2 separate regions of the Mus musculus genome follow, and region 2 is linked to region 1. Evidence: chromatin contacts called from public promoter capture Hi-C data. All regions are on one chromosome and are shown on one strand. Each heading gives the region's core, a stretch centred on a gene start, on an enhancer-like site or on the middle of the called end of the contact. The rest is flanking DNA. Distances are from core to core; before and after follow the strand shown.

Region 1 (4,468 bases), core at 1,296-3,795:
GTCCAGGTGTCATTTACAAGGGCAAAAATTAAAGAAATCTTAAAAAATTTAAATAATGCCACGCAATAGCTTTATAAATGTACTTTTTTAAAGTAAGAAAACTTGTTTATGTAGACATAATAATTTAATATTTTACAATGAACATTTACAAATTTCATTTTTAATTTAAGGAAAGTAAACACAAACAACACAACTCATTATTTCCAAGGCTTGATTTTTGGAAGTATAAAAGAATGCAGACACTTGAGCACGGTGGCACGTGCATACAGTCCCTGCACTGGGAGGAGGAGCAGGAGTTCAAGGTTGGCCTTGGCTATAACAGGTTGATCCCCAACAACTGGGAGGTGGGGTGGGGGTGGGACTGTAGCCTGGCGGTGGAATCTGTTTCCCAACAGGGCAGCTTTGTTGGGCCTCAGTGGGAGAGTGTCTTAGTCAGGGTTTGTGTTCCTCCACAAAATAAAATGGCCAAAAAAACAAGTCGGGGAGGAAAGGGTTTATTCAGCTTACACCTCCACATTGCTCTTCACCTTCACCAAAGGAAGACAGGACTGGAACTCACGCAGGTTCAGGAAGCAGCAGCTGATGCAGAGGCCATGGAGGGATGTTCTTTACTGGCTTGCTTCCCCTGGCTTGCTCAGCCTGCTCTCTTATCGAACCAAGACTACCAGTCCAGAGATGGCACCACCCACAAGGGGCCTTTCCCCCTTGATCACTAATTGAGAAAATGCCTTACAGCTGGATCTCATGGAGGCATTTCCTCAACTGAAGCTCCTTTCTCTGTGATAACTCTAGCCTGTGTCAAGTTGACACACAAAACCCACCAGTACACTAAGATATTAGTTATCAAGGGTAGGAATGTGTGGGGGTTTGAAAAAGAATGGACCCAAAAACTCACAAGTGGTGGTCACAAGGGAGTGGTCTCTATTAATCCAATCAAGATAATCCTCCACAGGCAAGCCCTGCAACCGACTTCTCAGATAATTCTAGACTCTGCCAAGCATCTTGACAACACTTAACCATAAATAGGCTTCAATGTAGCCCTGGCTCTCCTCAAACTGTAATTCTCCTGCCTCAGCGTTCCAAGGGCTGGGATCACAGGGATCAGCCATCGCACCTGATCCCTATTTGGCTCTTTTAGTGGGTAGAAAAAAAAATGTTCTAAATAAAAATTTAAAAGGCAAGCAAACAAACAAAAAATGCAAATGTGAGTGTAGCAAAATCTCTTGTTTATCATCTGCTATATGTTGTATTTCAAATACATAAAATATGACTAAAAAAAAAGTCACATTACCCAAAGAGTGCTTCCTTATCAAACACAGTGTCTGCTGGCATGTTCACAGGGATAAGGAGGTCTGGGTGGGAGTCCAAATGTAAGAAACTTATATTACTGTCAGGAAGATGCTTCGAACCTATGGCCCGGTATATGAAAGGCAGAACCTGTAATACAGACACACACAGTGAGAACTGCACACTGTCAAGTGCAGACAAAACAAGAAACTGCACCAACCTGAAGTGCATCAAGTGGTCAAACATGGGAACATTAAAAAAAAAAAAAAAAAAAAAAAAAAAGCTTTACCATAGATGGTTTCTGATGATAATCTCCAACCACTCACTCTAGCATTAAACTGTGTTCCAGGTACTCTAAGTTTTAGGGCATTTTCTGTCCCTTTAGGATGGTGAAGTGGGACTAGATGACTTTTTCCTCCTACATGCTATACATCCAAGTTTACCAACAAATTAAAAAGCACAGAGTAACCCAAAGTTGGGTTTGTCTCAGAGATCTTCTTTCTTTCCTCCTTTAACTTTCTCCATCAGTAAATAACCCACTTTTCCTGGGGGAAGGGGTGTATCGCAGAGCTTCACTCTTGATCCCTTTTGTTTTATATCCAGAGACCCTCCAGGGGTCCTATAAACAAATCCAGACTTGCTAGGTCGTCTTCCAGAAGTCTACCCACTTTACGACTGCACTGCCATGTTGTACATTAATAAGCGCTGAAGGCTTTCCTCTTCATATGACACGAGCTACGATTATGGTCCCTCAGGTCCTGGCTAACCCTCTCGTTAAACCGTGGGATGATGACGTTGGTGGTGGTGGGGGACAGGCTGCAGCCAGCGTTAGGTGCTGGTCAAGCCTCTGCAGGCTGCTAGGGTTCGAATCCCTCCTGCCAGGGCTCCGTGGCTTGTGTCGCCCGCTCACCTCCTGGTGATCCTCCACCACCCACACCGGGAGCTTGGTGTAGCGCCTGAGTCGCGCGCGGTCGCCTCCGGTGTCACTCATGTCTCCGCGCGTCTCAGGGAGGCCGCGGGACACGCGGGAGAGGAGCCCGGCTGCCCGAAGCCGCGCGCCCCCAAGGCACGATCGCGGCGGAAACGCGCGCTCACCCGGTTGCGCTTCCGGATTGGAGGACGACACGGTGGAAGGGCGAGTGTGAGACCTGTAGACAATGTCGATTGGTCTATACGTCCGTCACTCTCGCTGATCCGCCAATCACGGTGCAAAAGGTGCTGCGACGCGCTCCGGAGAGTTTTCCCTCCCCAGGTCCGGATTTCTCCGGTTTGCCTTTTAATTCCCGGGGCTTCCTGTTCCGGAGGCGTGGGTGGCGCCTCAGCCGTGGAGGGTGTTATAGTAACCAGGCTGGGCTTTGATGGCGGCGACCCCGGGACTCTCTGTAGGTAGACGGGGGGCGCCTGATGGGTTTTCAGAGAACGAGTATCGACCTAAACGATCCTGGGAGTTGGGTCTGGGTGGCTTCGGGGCAGCTCTGCGGCCAGGGGGAAAAGAGCGACCCGGTACAGATCCCGTAGATAGGAAGCCTTTCATCTATTTGCGAAGCGCGAGCCGTGGTCCAGGCGCGGGGCCGCCCGGCTTGCGGGGGGAGGCGAGTCCCGGAGTCCCGTACTTAACCTCGCAGGCTGGCGGGAGATGCAAACCAGCCAACGTGCTCTTCATCCAGCAGGAGGCCGGGCTGCAGGTTGAACCTGGGGAAAGTGCGGGGTTTTCAGTGACTTAAAGGCACACCTTGCAAGTCTTGTGTGTCGTCGGTCCTGGACGAGTAAACTGTTCAGAATCGCGCCCTCGGTTTCCCTGCTTTCAAAGGGCATCCCAAGAATAGGTATTTCCCACTTGCATTAAATTCATTGATTTGAACTTCGCATCCATAGTACAGTGGTACAGTATCTAGCTTTTATTTTTGGAGGGGAGTGTGTGTTGAAACAGGGTTTCTCTGTGTAGCCCTGGCTGTCCTAGAACTCACCGTGTAGACCAGGCTGGCCTCGAACTCAGAAATCCGCCTGCCTCTGCCTCCCAAGTTCTGGGTTTAAAGGCGTGCGCCACCACTGCCAGGGCCTTTGTCTAGCTTCTCTAACGGAGTGTGCCGTTTTCTCACTGTGGAGAGGTGTTAATTCCCTGACTGTTGTCCACCTCTAGCTTCAGTAGAGTCCTTTTTATTCTCCAGGACTCTCTACATCCTTACTTTATTGTATTTATCACATCGCGTTTTTCTTTTTATAGTGTTCGGGACATCGTATTACTGTTGTTATTATATAAACATTTGTATATGGGTTTTGCGATCCTTGAACTCTGCAGGCTTGTGTGCCTTATAATCTTTGAGCCTACAGAGCTTGGGAAAGCGTCTCACGTGTGCTGGCTCAGTAAGTGATGGAATCGGTGAATGTATACCTCCCAGGTGGTTTTGAAAACGCGTATTTGTGGGGAGCGGTGGAAGGGAATTGTAGTGACTTAGAGGCATGCACAATGAGGGAGAGTCAAACTTGCCTGCGGTTTACTGTGTGCAGAGACTGTGAATCCTGCAGGAATGACTGAATGAACCCTTGATTCACGGACATGCCGGAGGAGTTCAACATGGGCACACACGACTGTCACAGACGGCAGATTCTGGTAAGCTCCGTAAAAGAAGTGAGTCTACACTAAGCAGTAGCAATCTAGGAGTGAGCTTGCGTTCCCAAGGGAAGTCAGTTCTTCACAAGAGGTTAGTGGATCGGTAGGAATTCACTGGCCAAGTAAGGGAGAGCAGAAGCAAAGACGTTTCCTGTTAGTGCTTGCTATGCTAACTGACCTGGAAAGTATGGGCTAAGAGGGGCTTTGGAGAAAGAAATCAGGTGATAAGCCTGGGAAAGTTGGGTTCAGGTTCTGTAGGGCCTCCAATGCCAAGCGTGGTGTTTGTACTCAATACTGTGAGTAGCCTGTGGTACCAGCAGTAGCTCTTTGAGTCCCAAGTTTAATCATGAGAGTATTGGATTGAGGAGCAACCATTTATCTTATTATTTGGTAGCTGTTTTTTATTGGGCCTTGGCTGTCCTGGAATTTTAGTTCTGTAGACCAGGCTGCCTGCTTGTTTCTGCCTCTGCAGTGTTGGGATAGCCCAATGTGTGTGTGTGTGTGTGTGTGTGTGTGTGTGTGAGAGAGAGAGAGAGAGAGAGAGAGAGAGAGAAAGCACTTTGTGGAAGT
Region 2 (4,168 bases), core at 1,249-3,748, about 42 Mb after region 1:
AGTATTCTGACCCACAGAACTAACTTCATAGTTCACTCATTATCAGGTGCTGAAGAAAGATATAAACAGATAGTTTTTGATGGGGTTGCCCAGTAAACAGAAAAAATTCTAGGTCTTCTGGGGGGGGAAAAATGCCTCACAGTGCTACAGCAGTAGAGATGATTTATAATTTCTAGTCCTAAGCCAGTTCACAGCCCTAGAATAGAGGCTTCTGTGTTAAGTGGAAAACCACTCTCTACCACACGGCCTCCTGAATCTATTTTCTCAGAATAGCCAGAAGGATCTGCAACAGTATGCCAGGACACTATCTGTTCTGAGAACAAAAACAAAACAAAAAGCCTCACCAAACCTTGCTGATATTATCAAATCTTGGTTCTTCTGAATTGAACATCTGAACTCTCAAACATCCCTACAGTCCAGTAGTCAAGCAGGAAGTATTTAGAGGTCACGTAACTAAATGATATTATAGATCAAGTCTATTAGAATAGGACTAATGCTTACTTGTTTAGCCCTATAAGTTATAATAATGGGTCCCTACCCAGTGAAGTAAGGGCTATTATGGTGGAAAAGGTGGACTGTTCATTTCTCTATTCCAGGATACTAAATGCAAGCAAGCATATTCTCTTGTGGATTACAGAAAGTAACAGCACAAACATGTGAACAATGTCCACCAGAGGCTCTTTTGCTGGGCTACATGTAGGCAGTAGCTTTGTTCTTCTACCAATACGTTATTTACCCATTTTCCCTTTACCTGTATACACTCAGCTCCCTCATTCATAAAATTTGGACTGAGGGGGCTGGAGAGATGGCTCAACAGTTAAGAGCACCCACTGCTCTTCCAGAGGTCCAGAGTTCAATTCACATGGTAGCTCACAACCATCTGCAATGGGCATCCGATGCTGTCTTCTGCTGTGTCTGAAGACAGTGACAGTGTACCCACATATATGAAATAAATATGGCCAGAGCAAGCAGGATGGGGGGGGGGGAAGAGCTGGGACTTAAATCTTATCTGTGTCAAGAGATTACAGTGAAGAATCAATGGGTTAATATACATATCCCTTAAGGAATGTCTTATAGCCGGGCAGTGGTAGTGCATGCTTTAATCCCAGCACTTGGGAGGCAGAGACAGGCGGATTTCTGAGTTCAAGGCCAGCCTGGTCTACAGAGTGAGTTCTAGGACAGCCAGGGCTATACAGAGAAACCCTGTCTTGAAAAACAAAAAACAAAACAACAACAACAACAAAAAAGGAATGTCTTATAGACAAGAGCAATTCAACTAACACAGTATAATTCTATCAATCACGTTGACTCTAATAATGCTAAGCTTCACTGAGAGGTATCATGAGTTTCCTATACTGCTGAAGTAAAAACTTAAATTACAAATACTCCCTAATGTTTTCACGTTCTATCCCCAAATAGCAATGTGTGACAAATATTCCAAATGACACTCCATAAATGAACAGCTGAATCTAAGACTGCTATGACTACAGGCTGTCCTGTCTAATGCACAATGTGAAGGTGTTTGACTATAAAGACTTCCTATTGCACAATATACTTAGCATATTTGAACATTTTAATCAGGAAATGGGAAAAGGTGGGGAGAACAGAGAACAGCATGTATAGCAAACTAGACTTGAATTCTTATGTCTTATTCTGGGGCACCATATAATCTGGAAGACTATAGAATCCCCCCCAAGAACTGTGAAAGGCTGACTTATGATGACCGGGAGTGATCTTACCACAACTGATTTTCGCTGGAAGTTTATGTTGTTGATACAGACGACCTGATGGGTTGTATATATAAAAAAAAAGAAAGAAACGACTATTATTATATGAAAGCATAAATCTAAGTACGAATAGGGACTATATACTGAGCCGCTCAAAAACCACACAGTAGTTTGTCTTCGAATTCTACAAAATGAGTAACCTGCTTATTTTAAATCGAGCAACAGCCATGAAAAGGTTTGTCTTGACAAAAAAATATAGCGGTACTTTAAGAAAGGTTTATGAGCCCGTGGGCGGGGAAGGAGTATGCTGAACAATTATTCAAAACCGTTTCACCCTACAAACATCATGTCCCCTGGAGTGGGCTCTAATTTCCCACTAGTTTCCCGGACTCATCAAGTCACTCACAGAATCAATGAAAACAAAATCAGAGCAGGGCGAGAAACGGAGTAGGGGAAAGGTACTTATAATTTGTACGGCCGTGGGCTTTCGAAGCCCTTGTCTCCTTTCTTCCTGTTCATCCTGGAGGACTCTAAGCCGGTGGGCGGCATGAAGAGCTCCTGCGGGGCTCGCCTTTCAGGCTGCACGGGGCGCTGCAGCGCATTCCCGGTAGCGGCCCGTGCACCCGGAGCGCCTAGCCACCCGTCCTCCGCCTCCTGTCCCCTCCCCGACCACTCTCAGCCGCCTCCGCCCGGCCCCTGTCACACAGATGAGCCGCGCTACAGGAGCTCTAAGCGGCCGCCGCCGCCTGCGGACATCTTGCCGGTCACCTCTGACCGGTGACGTCAGAGGAAGTGGCGCGGCCGCGGAGGCAGAACCCGGAAGTCTTGTCCGGGCGTGAGTGGGCGGGGTTTGCACGATAAGTTTGGGATTTCTCGTCTGGCTTTTCTCCTTTGTCTCAAAACTATTTCTAAAATTAAGAGAGCAGAGGGAAGATTTACTGGGTGAGAAAAGGAAGATGGGGAAGGAAGGAAGGGACGTTAAGTGTTAGGCGAATCGTGCTTGTGGAAGACAAGAAGGGATGGAAGGGGCGAGGGACTAGGACCTAGTAATGGTCCCGAAACCATTGCTGTCAAGAACAAACTCACCCATTTGGACCTTGTGGTTTAAACTCCAAATGTGTAATCAGACCGCAGGGAACTCTCAAGCCAGAAGTCCCATGGCCTCCGTATTTGTCTTATGAATTAACAGATTTTCTTTTTGACATTTTTGAAGCTGTGGATTTTCTATTCTTGAGGGTTAAAGATGCAAACCAATGTCCGTTAATTCCGTTAGAGTATTGTCCATTAACATTTTCCCACCTGCACAGATTTCACTCCACCTATCTTTTTTACTCCTGACAAGGTCGTTAGCTGACTTTAAATTAATTTGAACTTTTCGTCTAAACAAAACCAATTAGGAAAATAAAGCCATAACTTTATTAAACCTTCCAAAACTAGACTTCGTTTTTCCCAATGAACATTTATTTATTAAACCCACACAAAGTAAAGGCAGAGCTCATAAATGGCTTACACAATCTTTATGCAGGACCACTTCCTCAAGCGTTCTCATTTGCTGGGACCATCGTCAGACTTATAATTTTTTACAATTCCCTCAAGGTAGCAGTAGGCTTGTTCCAAGTTGCAATCTTCTCAGAAATGCAGGTGAATGAAGTGCAGTGATAATCATACCCAGTGGAAACTGTTGTTTTAAAGATAGACTGGGGGGGCTGGTGAGATACCTCAGTGGTTAAGAGCACCGACAGCTCTTCCAAAGGTCCTGAGTTCAAACCCCAGCAACCACATGGTGGCTCACAACCATCCATAACAAAATCTGATGCTCTCTTCTGGAGTGTCTGAAGACAGCTACAGTGTACTTACATATAATAAATAAATAAATAGATAGATAAATAAATAAATATTTAAAAAAAAAAAAAAGAGGGCTGGAGAGATGGCTCAGCGGTTAAGAGCACTGACTGCTCTTCCGAAGGTCCTGAGTTCAAATCCCAGCAACCACATGGTGGCTCACAACCATCTGTAATGAGATCTGATGCCCTCTTCTAGGGTGTCTGAAGACAGCTACAGTGTACTTACATATAATAATAAATAAATCTTTAAGCAGGAGTGAGCAGGGCCAAGCTGAAGTGAGAGAGGTCAACCAGAGCGAACAGAGGTCCTAAATTCAAATTCCCAGCAACCACATGACAGCTCACAACCATCAATACAGCTACAGTGTATTCATATACATAAAAAATAAATAATAAATAAACTTTAAAAAAAAAGATAGACTGGGGAAAACTTGCTTTTTTTTTTTCCACGGAGGTGCCAATCTGCTAAAAATCTTTGCTCAGGAAGCTGGAAAGTAACATAACCATCTGTGGTCTCACTGGCTTCTTCTAGAAAGGTGGATGCGACTGTCTCAACATCACTACAGGACACAAAAGTCCATATAAATATAGATACAC

The links. Promoter capture Hi-C pulls out the DNA fragments that hold promoters and counts their contacts.
Region 2: a promoter capture Hi-C map of pre-B cells shows a contact between it and region 1. The contact joins the promoter of Taf2 here to the promoter of Drosha in region 1. A contact is called at or near these places in 3 of 39 promoter capture datasets (cranial neural crest, pre-B cells and second pharyngeal arch cranial neural crest).

What each region holds. Positions count from the first base shown.
Region 1 is chr15:12,822,270-12,826,737 of GRCm38.p6, forward strand. Drosha (drosha, ribonuclease type III) reads left to right here and starts at 2,546. Exons shown (of 35, transcript NM_026799.3): 1 at 2,546-2,669; 2 at 3,796-3,898. 6030458C11Rik (RIKEN cDNA 6030458C11 gene) reads right to left here and starts at 2,388. Exons shown (of 9, transcript NM_029998.3): 1 at 2,198-2,388; 2 at 1,292-1,437. The coding sequence starts at 2,278.
Region 2 is chr15:55,069,654-55,073,821 of GRCm38.p6, forward strand. It overlaps Taf2 (TATA-box binding protein associated factor 2), which reads right to left and starts at 2,499. Exons shown (of 26, transcript NM_001081288.1): 1 at 2,194-2,499; 2 at 1,740-1,794. The coding sequence starts at 2,276.